Linked DNA regions of Sus scrofa: region 1 is linked to region 2. Evidence: chromatin contacts called from public HiChIP or PLAC-seq data. All regions are on one chromosome and are shown on one strand. Each heading gives the region's core, a stretch centred on a gene start, on an enhancer-like site or on the middle of the called end of the contact. The rest is flanking DNA. Distances are from core to core; before and after follow the strand shown. Region 1 holds the start of TOMM70 (mitochondrial import receptor subunit TOM70). Region 2 holds the start of RPL24 (60S ribosomal protein L24).

Region 1 (6,244 bases), core at 85-2,584, 1.2 Mb before region 2:
ACAGATGAAATAAATGCTCCTGAACACCACTGTACTCTCATTACCCAACAGTCACTGTATTTACCCATCTTCCACCCTTCAAAAAAAGGGGAGTGGCTCTTTATTAAAAGGTTATTACTAAGTTCCAGGCCTTGGAAATCACCAAAACAGTTCATACCGTACTGTAGCAATAGTTAAGGGCATTTGACTTCCTCTACTAGTTAATTAAATACAATCATCACGTTTACAAACGTCTCCATACCCACAACGCTAGGGATAAATGCTGTGTCACTGAGAAGAAAAACAGGTATTTTTCCAAAACCAAAAGGAAACTGTCAACGAAGGACGCTAACCTGTGCCCTCGGGCTACTTCAATCTCAATAAAGGCAGCCAAATTGAGTTTCCCTAAACCCAAGTGCTGCCACTTGGCTGCCCCGGTCTGATGGGAAGCCCCCTGACCGGCACAACCCGCCAAGGAAAGGCTGCACCCGCCGGGCTCCACCTCCACAGCCCGGGGATGCTTCTCACCATTTCCAGGTGAGCACCGGGGCCTTCGGGGTGTCCGCTGCCCGGAGCCGGACTTGCCCTGCCCTCCGGGGTCTTCCGTTCACTGTTGCGCTTCAGGCCGCCGGCGTCGCCTCGGCCCCCGGTCTCCCGGCGCCGCCGCTGCCGGCTCCACAGGTACATGGCACCCGCGCCCAGCAGCAGGGGCGCTCCGACTGCCAGGGCGAGCTGCCATCGCGGCAGGCCCCCGGTGCCCGGGCCTGTAGTCGCACTGCCACCGCCCACTCCACTCCCGGAGCTGGGCACAGCCGCTGCGACCACCGCCGCCTCCACAGGTTTAGAGGCGGCCATGACGGGTGTCCTCCGCCACCGCCTCCCTGCTTGTCGCTGGCGCCACAGTCACCAGGCAGCGTGCGAACGTAAACCGGAGCGAGTCACGGAAGGAAAGCAGTGAGCGAGCGAGCACGCTAGGCAGCAAGAGCGGACGACAGAAAAGGGCCAGAGGTCACCGGAAGCCCAAGGCATGCCGGGCCAGAACTGGCGGTTCTTCTCTTCCCTTCTCAACCGAGAATGGGGGAGGAGAAGTGTAGAATAGTTCCGGGTCAAGGTGCTGGGCGTGAAGTGAACAACCCAGGCAGTTCTTTCTCTTTTCTTTCCTCTCGCTGCTGTTTGTGAGACTAACTTCTGCGGCCTTGTGACTTCGGTGGTATCCGACGCCGTCCCCTACGCCTTCAGTAACGAAGGGCAGAGGGCCCTATGCTCTAGGGAGGCTGGGGCGAGCCGCATATCTAGCGGTTTTACAGCGCTCACGCGAGTATAGGAAAAAGCTCGAAGCCGCTCTAAGAATGGGCGGGAGTGGCGAAGAGTTATGAAGGTTATTGGCTGTAAGGAATGGTGGGCGGGGCATAGGCCGAGCCACTCAGTTCATTGGTAGAATTTGGACCACACATTTTTCTTGTTACTGCCACGTTGGCGCTTCTCAGAGCCGGGAGGCCGTTGGCTCGGTTGTTCACGTGTCAGAGGAAACCAACGGATTGGAAGGACTTTTAAAGATGTATGAGGAAAGAGCCCAAAGCTGACGTTAGCCTGCTGTATCACTGATCTTAGCTCTACCATGGCCAGGTTTTAGTTTGGACTAATTTGAGGTCATTGGGGGCAACAACAGGTAGCAGAACTCAGACGGTAGAAACGGGCAAATCTAGTTGGCCCCAGTCAAAATGGCTTGAACGGGGTCCCTGCGACTTACATTCCACACCAATTGCGAAAGCCATGCCGTCTCTGCGTTGTTATGAGGTTCCCGAACTGAGTAGGTAGAAATGCGGAAAACCCAGAGTTCCCACCTTTCCTATATGTATTTGTGTCGTACCGGATTCCGCCTAACACCCCAGCCCACACCTCGCTCCCTGGAGCATACAGGCTCTCCCCAGCGCTGTGAAACGCCCGTTGTCATTCCTGTTTTGCACTAGATGTTTCAGTCCTCTTGCCACATTCCCAAGTTGAAATTTCAACTCAAGGCTTTCATGTATCTAAGAACTGTCAAATCGTTTCCACATGATCTGCACTAGACCTCTTAAAATACAGAAATTTCCCCTGCAAGGAATTGTTTAGAATTCACAGTATTTTCAAAAAGAAAAGAATTAATAGAAAATCAGAATTCCCAACTACGGCTTCTCATTTCACATATACTGTGCACACCTTACATTAAAAATTTACAAATGGGATTTCCTGTTGTAGCTCAGCAGGTTAAGAACCCGGACAAATATCCATAAGGATGCACGTTCTATCCCTGGCCTGGCTCAGTGGGTTAAGAATCCAGCATTGTGGAAAGTTACAGTGCAGGTCACAGATGTGCTCAGATCCAGAGTTGCTCGCTGTGCCTGTGGCATAGGTGGGCAGCTGCAGCTCCAATTAGACCCCTAGCCTGGGAACTTCCACATGCTCCGGTGCAGCCCCAAAAAGACAAAAAAAAAAAAAAAAAAAAAAAAAAAAAATTTACAAATGATCATTTTGTTTTGGGATACAACTGAGGATTTTCAACACCACAACAGCACTGCATAAAGATTGAAAGGAGATAATTTATTAAGTGGTACCAAAATAGACTGACTAAATTAGAATGGCCTAATTGGAAAGTTTCAGGATTATTGCTTTGCTCTTTTGCTTCCCCTGAGTTCCTATTAGTAAATTGCTTTCAGGCAATCGGGTTCCTTAGCAACAGGCGTTTTTAGAGGAGCTAAAAATAATAGCAATAGAATTATTTGATCAAATAGTGATTGTTCCAGGCAACAACTTCTCTTCCTTCCTGATTCCCATCCCCCAAAGGCAAGTCTCCTATCTCCTTAAAGAAATTTTTCCTTTGCTTTTTCAGAACAGTAGGATTTTTCTTTCCTGAAATTTAAGTTTTTCTACAGCCTCATAAGATTCAGAATGCTAGTAATTACAAACTATTGGTAGGAATTAAAACATTTAAAGTTTTTAAAGCAGGAGTTCCTGTCATGGCTCAGTGGTTAACGAATCCAATTAGGAACCATGAGGTTGCGGGTTTGATCCCTGGCCTTGCTCAGTGGGTTAAGGATCTGGCATTGCCATGAGCTGTGGTGTGGGTTGCAGGCTGGGATACCGTATTGCTCTGGTTCTGGCGTAGGCCGGCGGCTACAGCTCCGAATAGACCCCTAGCCTGGGAACCTCCATATGCCTTGGGTGCAGCCCTAGAAAAGAAAAAAAAAAAAAAAAAGTTTTTAAAGCAAATATTTATTTATTGGAATAGGTAATAGATTGTTATAGCTACAAGCCAAAAGTTACTTTGAAAAGTCTTCCAACCCCAGTTTCCAGCCACCCAATTCCCTAAAGACAAGTTAGAGCTACTTGAAACATTTTGTTTAATTAGCTGATATTTATGTAAAGGTTTGGTTTTCTTTGGTTTTATTTTTAAAATCCGCATCAGTACTTGAATTTGCCATTGTTACTTTAATACTTTGTTAAACATCTAATTTCCATTCCCTAGCCTATTCATCTCTTTCTCCCATTTTCTCTACCATTTCTTAAGTGATTCTAACATAGAACTGAGTAAAAGTGTCACTACTTCTGTAACCTTACAGACCTGATGCCTAAATTTCTAAGCTGTGAAGTACTGAAATCACACACCTTTCAAGTTATATTAAAGATTTAATTAGATAATTCTTAAGGTCTTTTTAGTGTAATGTATGTTACAAATTATTAGACACTCAAATGCCTAATTTTCTGTTTTTCTAAATGTTAAAGGCGATGTCTCATTTTTTTAAAAATTGAAATTTTGAGCCAGGAAGGGTGATGTAGCTGGGGCTTTGCCGGCCTCACTATGTCTGCCATTTTCAACTTTCAGAGTCTGTTGACTGTAATCTTGCTGCTTATATGTACCTGTACTTAAATCTGATCCTTGGCACCCAGCCTACTGGACAGAAATAAAACTGGATTGTTGGGTATACTTTGGAAGTGTGCTAGAATTGATGAACAGAAGAGTCCTTATGTTGCAGTATGCTGTGTTGTGATGGCCTTCAGCATCCTCTTCATACAGTAGTTTGGAAAAAAGTCAGAATTCAGTTGCCAGCAGATTTAAATATGAAAGAAAGGACTTATCTGCGGAAAATAATGGAAAGAATGGTTAACCCTTTTATCTTGAACATGAATGAGATAAATTTCCAGCTACTGTTCTCTATTTTTGTTATTGGGCCAATGCTCTATATCAATTAGGGTGTAAGCATTTAATATGCAGTGTTTGAACATGTCTGTAACAATCAATCTCAGTACTGTCACTACTATTACATTCTGCATATGTCATTCTCTTGTGTTAGATACCAGTTTTTAGTGAGGTATCTTTAAGGCACATAGTAGAAAACAAAATAAGTAAATTATTCAAGTTCCTTTCACTGTGATTTGGAAATGATAAATCTTTATAGAATGAGAACTTTTTTGGGCTAGCTTTTTTTTTTTTTTTGGAAAAAAAGTTTCAATTTGTGTTGCTAAGGATTGCATTCATATTTAATAATGCTTGCTTTTCCTCTGGCCACACCATTTTGAGCATTAACCAGAGTACCTCTACTCTTAGCAAACTGTGGTTTATTACAAGTCTTTAAACTATTTTTAAAAAGCCTATGAAGGTCCTTAGGAGGAAAATAAATGAGGTGTGACTTAAAAGTAGTATTGAGAAAATGTTCCTATTTAACATAAAAGAATTCAGAATACCTGATTGTGTTATAGCCTCTGATACCACTCTTGTTAAGTATGGATAAATGTCTTAAGCATTAATTTGAGAAGCTAACTCATCCTCTAAATAAAACTAAGACTACATGCTTAGAGTTCAAAAGAGCTAAACAGAACAATTACACAATCCTAAAAAAATAAAAATAAAAATTGAACTTTTGTTTGTGAACATAGATATTTTCTTGCTAGGTTAATGGAACTCAGTAGAAGCTTTCTTCACTTTCTTGGTCTGTATCTTAGGTGGCAGTTGAATGAAGCTGAATATCTAATGGCCTAGGCTGCAGAACACCTGAGTTCTTACTCTAAATTTTAATACTACTAAGATGTGTGTGTGTGACTGGGCACTTCTACTTTCTATATGATGTGACCAGTAGATTAGATGATTCCTAAAGATCTCATAGCTTTAAAATTGTATGAGTCTGTTCCCTCAATTGTCATTGCTACATGAAATTCTTTCTTTTCTTTTATTTATTTATTTATTTTTTTTTGTCTTTTTAGGGCAGTACCCTCAGCATATGGAAGTTCCCAGGTGGTTGAATCAGAGCTACACCTGCAGGCCTACACCACAGCCATAGCCACGCCAGATCCAAGCCAAGTCTGTGACCTACACCACAGCTCACAACAACGCCTAATTGGTTAACCCACTGAGAAAGGCCAGGGATCGAACCCTTGCCTTCATGGATACTAGTCAGGTTCGTTATCACTGAGCCATGACAGGAACTCCTACATGGAAGTCTTTTTGATTGGTAGTTAGGGGATAGCTGCTTTGTTGATTGGTGGCCAAGCCTTCCAGTGGGTCCACAAACATGCTTCTCTTAGGCACACACATGCACAAGTTGATTCTTTTTCAACTCTTCCTTATGTTTCCATTCTTTTCTGTTTTTTTTTTTCAATGAAAAATTACTCGAAATAATTATTTATGCTGGGAGTTCCCATTGTGGTGCAGCAGAAATTAATCTGACTAGGAACCATGAGGTTGCGGGCTCGATCCCTGGCCTCGCTCATTGGGTTAAGGATCTGGTGTTGCCATGAGCTGTGGTGTAGGTCACAGATGCGACTTGGATCTTGTGTTGCTATGGCTGTGGTATAGGCCAGCAGCTGTAGCTCCGATTCGACCCCTAGCCTGGGAACCTCCATGTACCACGGGTGAGGCCCTAAAAAAAAAAGCAATAAAAAGGAAAAATTATTTCTACTTGTTACATCTACCTATTTATCACCCATTTCATCCAAAATCTCTTGTAAGCTAGTTTCTAGCTTTATTGCTATTCTGAAATTGCTTTAAAATCACACGTTGTTTGTTTTTATCTTTCCTATGCTTTAATGGGGCACTTAACATGGGTCATTCTTAACTTGAAATGTTATTTTCCCTGGTTTTCAGGAGATTAAATTCTACTCTCTGACCAGTCTCTAGATACATACTGTCCAATAGAACTTTCTGTGATGTTAGAAACATTGTATATCTGATGTCCTATATGGTAGCCACATGTGGCTATTGAGCATTTGAAATATAGCTAGTTGACTAAAT
Region 2 (6,117 bases), core at 1,561-4,060:
CATCTCCAGAACCTTTTCAATGTCCCAAACTCTGTACCCATTAAATAACAGCTCCCTATTTCCACCTGCCCCACTAGCCCCTGCTTGAGAACCTCTATTTTGTCTTCATGAACTTGCCCACACTAAGTAACTTTAAAAGGAGACTCATACAGTATTTGTCTTTTTGTGGTTGTGTCACTTAGCATAATGCTTTTAAGGTCCACCCTCACAGACTGGTTGCCAGCTTTATTTTTGTTTTTTTGGTCTTTTGTCTATTTAAGGCCGCACCCATGACATATGGAGATTCCCATGACATGGAGATTCAAATTGGAGCCACAGCCACACCAGATCTGAGCCAAGTCTGCGACCTACACCACAGCTCACAGCAACTCGGGATCCTTAACCCACTGAATGAGACCAGGGATCGAACCTGTGTCCACATGGATACCTGCTGGGTTTGTTAACCACTGAGCCACGATAGGAACTCCAGCTTTTTTTATTTTTAGCCGCACCCACAGCATGTAGAAGTTCCCAGGACTAGGACCTAAGCTGAGCCACAGCAGTGACAATGCTGGATCCTTAAGCCACTGAGCCACCAGGAAAATCCTGATTGTCAGCTTTTAAAGGTTGAATTAATATCCCATTGTGTGTATGTAACACATTTTGTTACCCATTCATCCACTGATGGGACATTCTGCTATTTCCACCTTTTGGCTATTGGGAATCAAGTGCTGTGAACACCAGTGTACAAGCTTCTGTTCCATCCCAGCTTCCTCAGATATATTCTCTTGAGTATATATAGACTTATAAGTGGAATTGGGGAGTTCCCATTGTGGCACAGAGAAAACAAATACCACTGGTATCCATGAGGATGCGGGTTCAATCCCTGGCCTTGCTCAGTGGGTCGGGGATTTGGCGTTGCTGTGAGCTCTGGTGTAGGTAACAGACATGGCTCATATCTGGTATTGTTGTGGCTGTGGTATAGGACAGCAGCTGTAGCTCTGATTCAACCCCTAGCCTGGGAACTTCCATATGCCACAACTTCGACCCTAAAAAGTAAAAAAAAAAGAAGTGGAATTGCTGATAAAGTGAATCATGAGATGAAAATTCTATTTAACTTTTTGAGAAACTGCCAAACCACTTTCCACATGCAGCAATGCATAAGGGTACTAATTTCTCCACGGCCCCACCAACATTGCTAATTTCTTCCACCCACCCATCCCTCCTTTCTTGTTAATCACCATTCTACTAGATATGTCATATCCACTTTTAATTTAGAATTCTTCCTTCCTCCAAATTCCTATAAACCTAGCCACTCTTTCACGAGGAGGTGCTCACCAAATATTTACAAGCCTGCTGAAAACTAATTCTTTTGCCATGGCACTCAAACTTTTTCTTAAAAAATCCCCTTCATCAAGATAAAAAACTGCTTCAAAAAAACACATCCAGTCCTAAGAATAAGCTAATGTTCTAGAAGACCCACCAATGTATCATCTACACTAATTCTATAAGCATTATAACCAAAATCAAGTCTCCATAACTGTTTCAACACCTTAAACACTTCCACAGTGCCCTGTAAGCTTAATGTAATTTATCTCTGGAAAGGGGATGCTTTCAAAGTTCCACTCGATATTTTTGCTGTTAGCCTCAAATATATAACAGGGGAAATGTTTTTATCAATCATCAATCACATCAAGAGAATATAATCTGAGGAAGCCAGAAATGAACAGATAACTTGTACACTATTATTCACAATAACCAAGAACTGGAAATAGCCCAATGTCCCTTCAGTGATAGTTTACAGTTCAAGAGCACTTTCACACAGTGTCTGATTTGATCACAAGGTTTCAGAGCAGCAACTGAGGCTCAAAGTTTCAAATTCAAACCAACAACATCAAGGTGCATTTCACTTACCGACTGTCCCTTTTTGTGCTTCCTTCTGTAGAGAACAGTCCAGTTGATCTGCCGAGGATTCCTCTTGGAAAGGAACGCGGACTCACATTTTGCATTAAGAAATTGGAAAACCTGTCATGACAAGTTCAAAGTAAAAGTCTGCAGCCGAAATTCTTAGTAAACTATACTCTAGTTCTATCCTTTCATTTTACCAAATTGAGGCCCATAGAGAACAAAAGGCTTGTGTCACAGTACTGAGAGCAGACAAACCTAAGTTCATATCGCAGGGGAGGGTGGGGGTGTCATTCTGGGAGGTATCTAGCTCCTGTCCCTCCTGAGATTCCAAGATGACCTGGTGCCCGTGAAAGAACCAGATACCCCGGTGGCCCATTTCCCTTACGCTGGAGCATTTCAGTTATACAAGCTCCTAGCTTCCGACTCGATCAAAGCTCAAGAATGATTCACTCAGAGACTTCTGATCCTAAAAACCGTCGCACGCAGGATCCCCGAAGCAAGCCTTTCAGGGACCAACAGTGATGTGGTAAAGGATCCCGCCTAGACCGATTGAGACTCGTCTTTTCTTAGAAAGAGAACGTGCGTTTTGCCCATGCGGCCTTTCACCTTCCCGTCGGTCCTGGCGTAGCGCCTCCCGTGTCCTGGGTAGATCTTGTACCCGCTGAAACTGCACAGCTCGACCCTGTAAAGAAAAGCAAAAACGCATGGGGTGGAAAGTGACTTTGGCAAGGAGAAGCCATGCCTTGAATGCCAGACATGCCGCTCTACCCGACGATGGGAACGGATTGGGAACCCAGGGTTTCTACTTACTTCATGGCTGGTAGCGCGGGGAAGAAGGAAAGATGGCGAAGAGAAAGAAGGAATCATGGGAAGAGGCCTTATAAGGTCATGGGAGGCAACCTTCTCCCACAATTCCTTTCCCTAACTCCGGCACTCGGTGATGATGTCACCCGACCTGGGCGGCGGAGTTAGAGTTCCTCAGCGGCCACCTCCCCCCGGAATAATTACGCTAGAGGCAGTCCAGGCTCTGCGGGTAGGAGCGGGTGACAGTCTTGCAGGGCGGGAAGGCAGTCGGTTTCTGAGTCATTCTGTCACTTGAGTTCAGGTATCCTCCAGCCTCCGTCCTGCAGCCGGGAATGTGAACTGAAAGGGTTACTGTGTCCTCTCTTAAAGTTTAGTTGGTGCACAGGTGAATACCACGCAGGTAAAACCCGAAATCATATTTGCCTTCGGTTTGGGCCCATTTTTTAAACTAACAAAATTAAATTGTAATAGTTCCCCCATTTGCAAAAAAAGCAATGGTATCAACTGTTTCCCTAGCCGTGCAAGTGGAATTGTGAGTGATGGCGTTTTTGCATTAATTATAATTAACATTAGTGGAGTGCTCTCTGTGCCCGGGCTCGTGCTAAAGTGTTTACATATATTTATTCATTCAGTTTACAAAATCTCTATTAAGTAAGCGTGGAGGCATTGTAAAGCGACGACTGCCGGTGGGGGCTCGTTTGCCTGGCTGCTGCCTAGTGGAGCTTGAGGGCGGCAGGTTTCTCAGAGAACCAGCCCTTGCTTGGAGGAGGCAGCTCTGCCTCAGGCTCACCAGGGGACTAATGCCTGGATCGCTTAGGACCCTTCTGTGATGCTATTTTTCAGCGTATGATAGAGTGTCAAAACTCAATTGTGTAGGAGGCTGGAGTACTGACTAGGAAATAAAGGTAATGATTTAAGCTGCTGTTGCCCCTTTCCTCCCCCCACCTCCACACAGTGTGTCAAAGGCATATTGGTTATTTTGAATTCAGGTCACTTAGGAAATAGAAGGTGCGAGAGGAATATTTTGACCCCCTTCTCTGTCCCCCTGAAAGCAGGAAATAAATATTCCATACTCCCTTACTGTTACTGTACCAGAAGATAGTAAGATAGCATAACAGAGATAGGGAATTCAGGGCCAAGAAGCTTATATAAACAAACGTTGATACTTCTTTACAAATTTACCACCCAAAGCCCAAAACTTTGTTTAAATTACTTGCTAATTATTGTTTCTCTCTGAAGAATATAAAAGCTGCCCACTTTGATCACTTCCTAGGATTTATTTCTATGAGACCTCTGTGCACACGAATTAAATTTGTTTCTTTTTCTCCTGTTAACCTGTTTTGGCCAGCCACAAAAACTGAAGATGGGTAGAGTAGGAAAATTTCCCTCTCCTAGACACTATGTAAACAACTCACCTTCAAAAGTTCCTGCAAGTGGGTGATTGAAGAGATTGGGAGAGTCCGCCAATGTGGCTGACTGAAGAAAGCTGCATACTTATGTTGGAAACAGTCTCAAGAGAGACTGAATGGAATTGAAAAATCAAAGCAAAAGAAAGGAATTTGATAGCATGACTAATTCCGATCAGCTGTTGAGAATACCTGCTATATTTAGGAAACTGTCTAAATAGACTATAGGCAGATGGATACCTCAGGCTTCCATGGCTTTTGAACTTAACCAGCCAACTCTCTTTGTTTTAAATTACTGCTAATTAAACAAATGTTTGATCACTTTAAAAAATCTTTCCGGGAGTTCCCTTTGGTGGCTCAGTGATTAACGAATCTGGCTTTGCTCAGTGGGTTAAGGATCCGTCATTGCTATGAGCTGTGGTGTAGGTCGCAGACGTGGCTCAGATCCCAGGTGGCTATGGCTGCAGTGTAGGCCTTAGTTTTGGACCCCTAGCTTGGGAACCTCCGTATGCTTCAGGTTCGGCCCTAAAAAGACAAGAAAAAAAAAAATCTTTCTGGAATAATCTGGCTTCTACAAGGTCCAGAGCACAGCTGGATGTGAGCAGAAGGTGGAGTTGATATCTACCTCCAGGAACTCTGACCTATTCCTTCCCAAACCTTTGTTGTTAGAAGATTTTGTTCTATTGCTCTTTGAAATTATGTTTGATCTGACTAGCTCTGTGGAAGAAAAGCAAGAAACTGGGTTTTAGGAATTTTAGCTGTTTTACTCTTTTCTGGAGGGCAATCTTGAGCTGGCATTTCAGGGTAACACACTGCATGTATCATATGTATCATACCTTAAACTGTGTTCAAGCACTCTTTTTTTTTTTTTTTTTTTTTTTTTTTTTTTTTGTCTTTTCTAGGGCCGAACCCTCAGCATATGGAGGTTCCCAGGTTAGGGGTCTAATTGGAGCTGTAGCTGCCGGCCTACAACAGGGCCACAGCAACGTGGGATCCGAGCCATATCTTCGACCTACACCACAACTCACGGCAACGCCGGATCCTAAACCCACTGATCGAGGCCAGGGATCAAACCCACAACTTCAAGGTTCCTAGTCAGATTCGTTAACCACTGTACCATGAGGGGAACTCCCTCAAACACTCTTAAAATGAGAAGAAACTATATAGAAACCCCCCCAAAGCATATTATAAAGTGTCATAAATCAGTTTCTAATACCACCCACAACTTTTCGTGGACTTTATTCTCTCTCTTTATAGGCAAAAGGCTCAGCTTCACTCCATTTTCTTGTATGTATTTATGGACCAGTACTGAACCAAAGTTGGTGCTCTCCTGGGCCTTTGTATACATCATGAAAACAGAGCATTCTTTTCCTCATCTTTTATACCTACTTATCTGCTGTATTAGTTTCCTGTGGTTGCTGTAACGATTGACCACAAACTGGGTGGCTTAAAACATCGGAAGTGTATTCTTTTATAGTTGCAGAAGCTTAAAGTCTGAAATCAGTATCATTGAGCTGGAATCTGTACTCTTGTGAGGCTCTGGGGCAGTTTCCACTCAGATGAACCCTCTTGTATGCCTAACCTATAAACATGGTGAGATCAGAAATGTCTGTGGTTGGAAGTTCCCTTCGTGGCCCAGCAATTAATGATCCTCACTAGGATCCATGAAGATGTGGGTTCCATCCCTGGCCTTGCTCAGTGGGTTAAGGATCTGGCATTGTTGTGACTGTGGCGTAGGCTGACAGCTGCAGCTCCAATTCAACCCCTAGCTTGGGAACCTCCTATGCAGCCCTAAAAAGCAAAACAAAAAAACAGAAACAAAAACAAACAAAAAAAAGTTTGTTGTTTTAAACTATGGGGAATAATTTGTTAACATAACAATAGATAATTAATGCAGGAGGTAAGGAAATTGTAAAGAAGGAGACTTAGTGGTATCATTTGTCAAAAGAGGACAGATAAGGAGTATATGAGGAACACGTCAGTTTGGGAAAGACCAAGTTCAAGATGCCCCTAGGATATT

What was found. HiChIP or PLAC-seq counts read pairs in DNA pulled down with a chosen protein or histone mark.
Region 1: an H3K27ac HiChIP or PLAC-seq map of alveolar macrophages shows a contact between it and region 2. The contact joins the promoter of TOMM70 here to the promoter of RPL24 in region 2. A contact is called at or near these places in 1 of 5 promoter capture datasets (liver) and 1 of 2 datasets of contacts at active chromatin or transcription factors (alveolar macrophages).

Annotation. Positions count from the first base shown.
Region 1 is chr13:158,572,116-158,578,359 of Sscrofa11.1, reverse strand. TOMM70 (mitochondrial import receptor subunit TOM70) reads right to left here and starts at 1,334. Exons shown (of 12, transcript XM_021071309.1): 1 at 508-1,334. The coding sequence starts at 834. It also overlaps the pseudogene LOC100522520.
Region 2 is chr13:157,408,626-157,414,742 of Sscrofa11.1, reverse strand. RPL24 (60S ribosomal protein L24) reads right to left here and starts at 2,810. Exons shown (of 6, transcript XM_003132697.3): 1 at 2,698-2,810; 2 at 2,494-2,569; 3 at 1,894-2,004. The coding sequence starts at 2,702.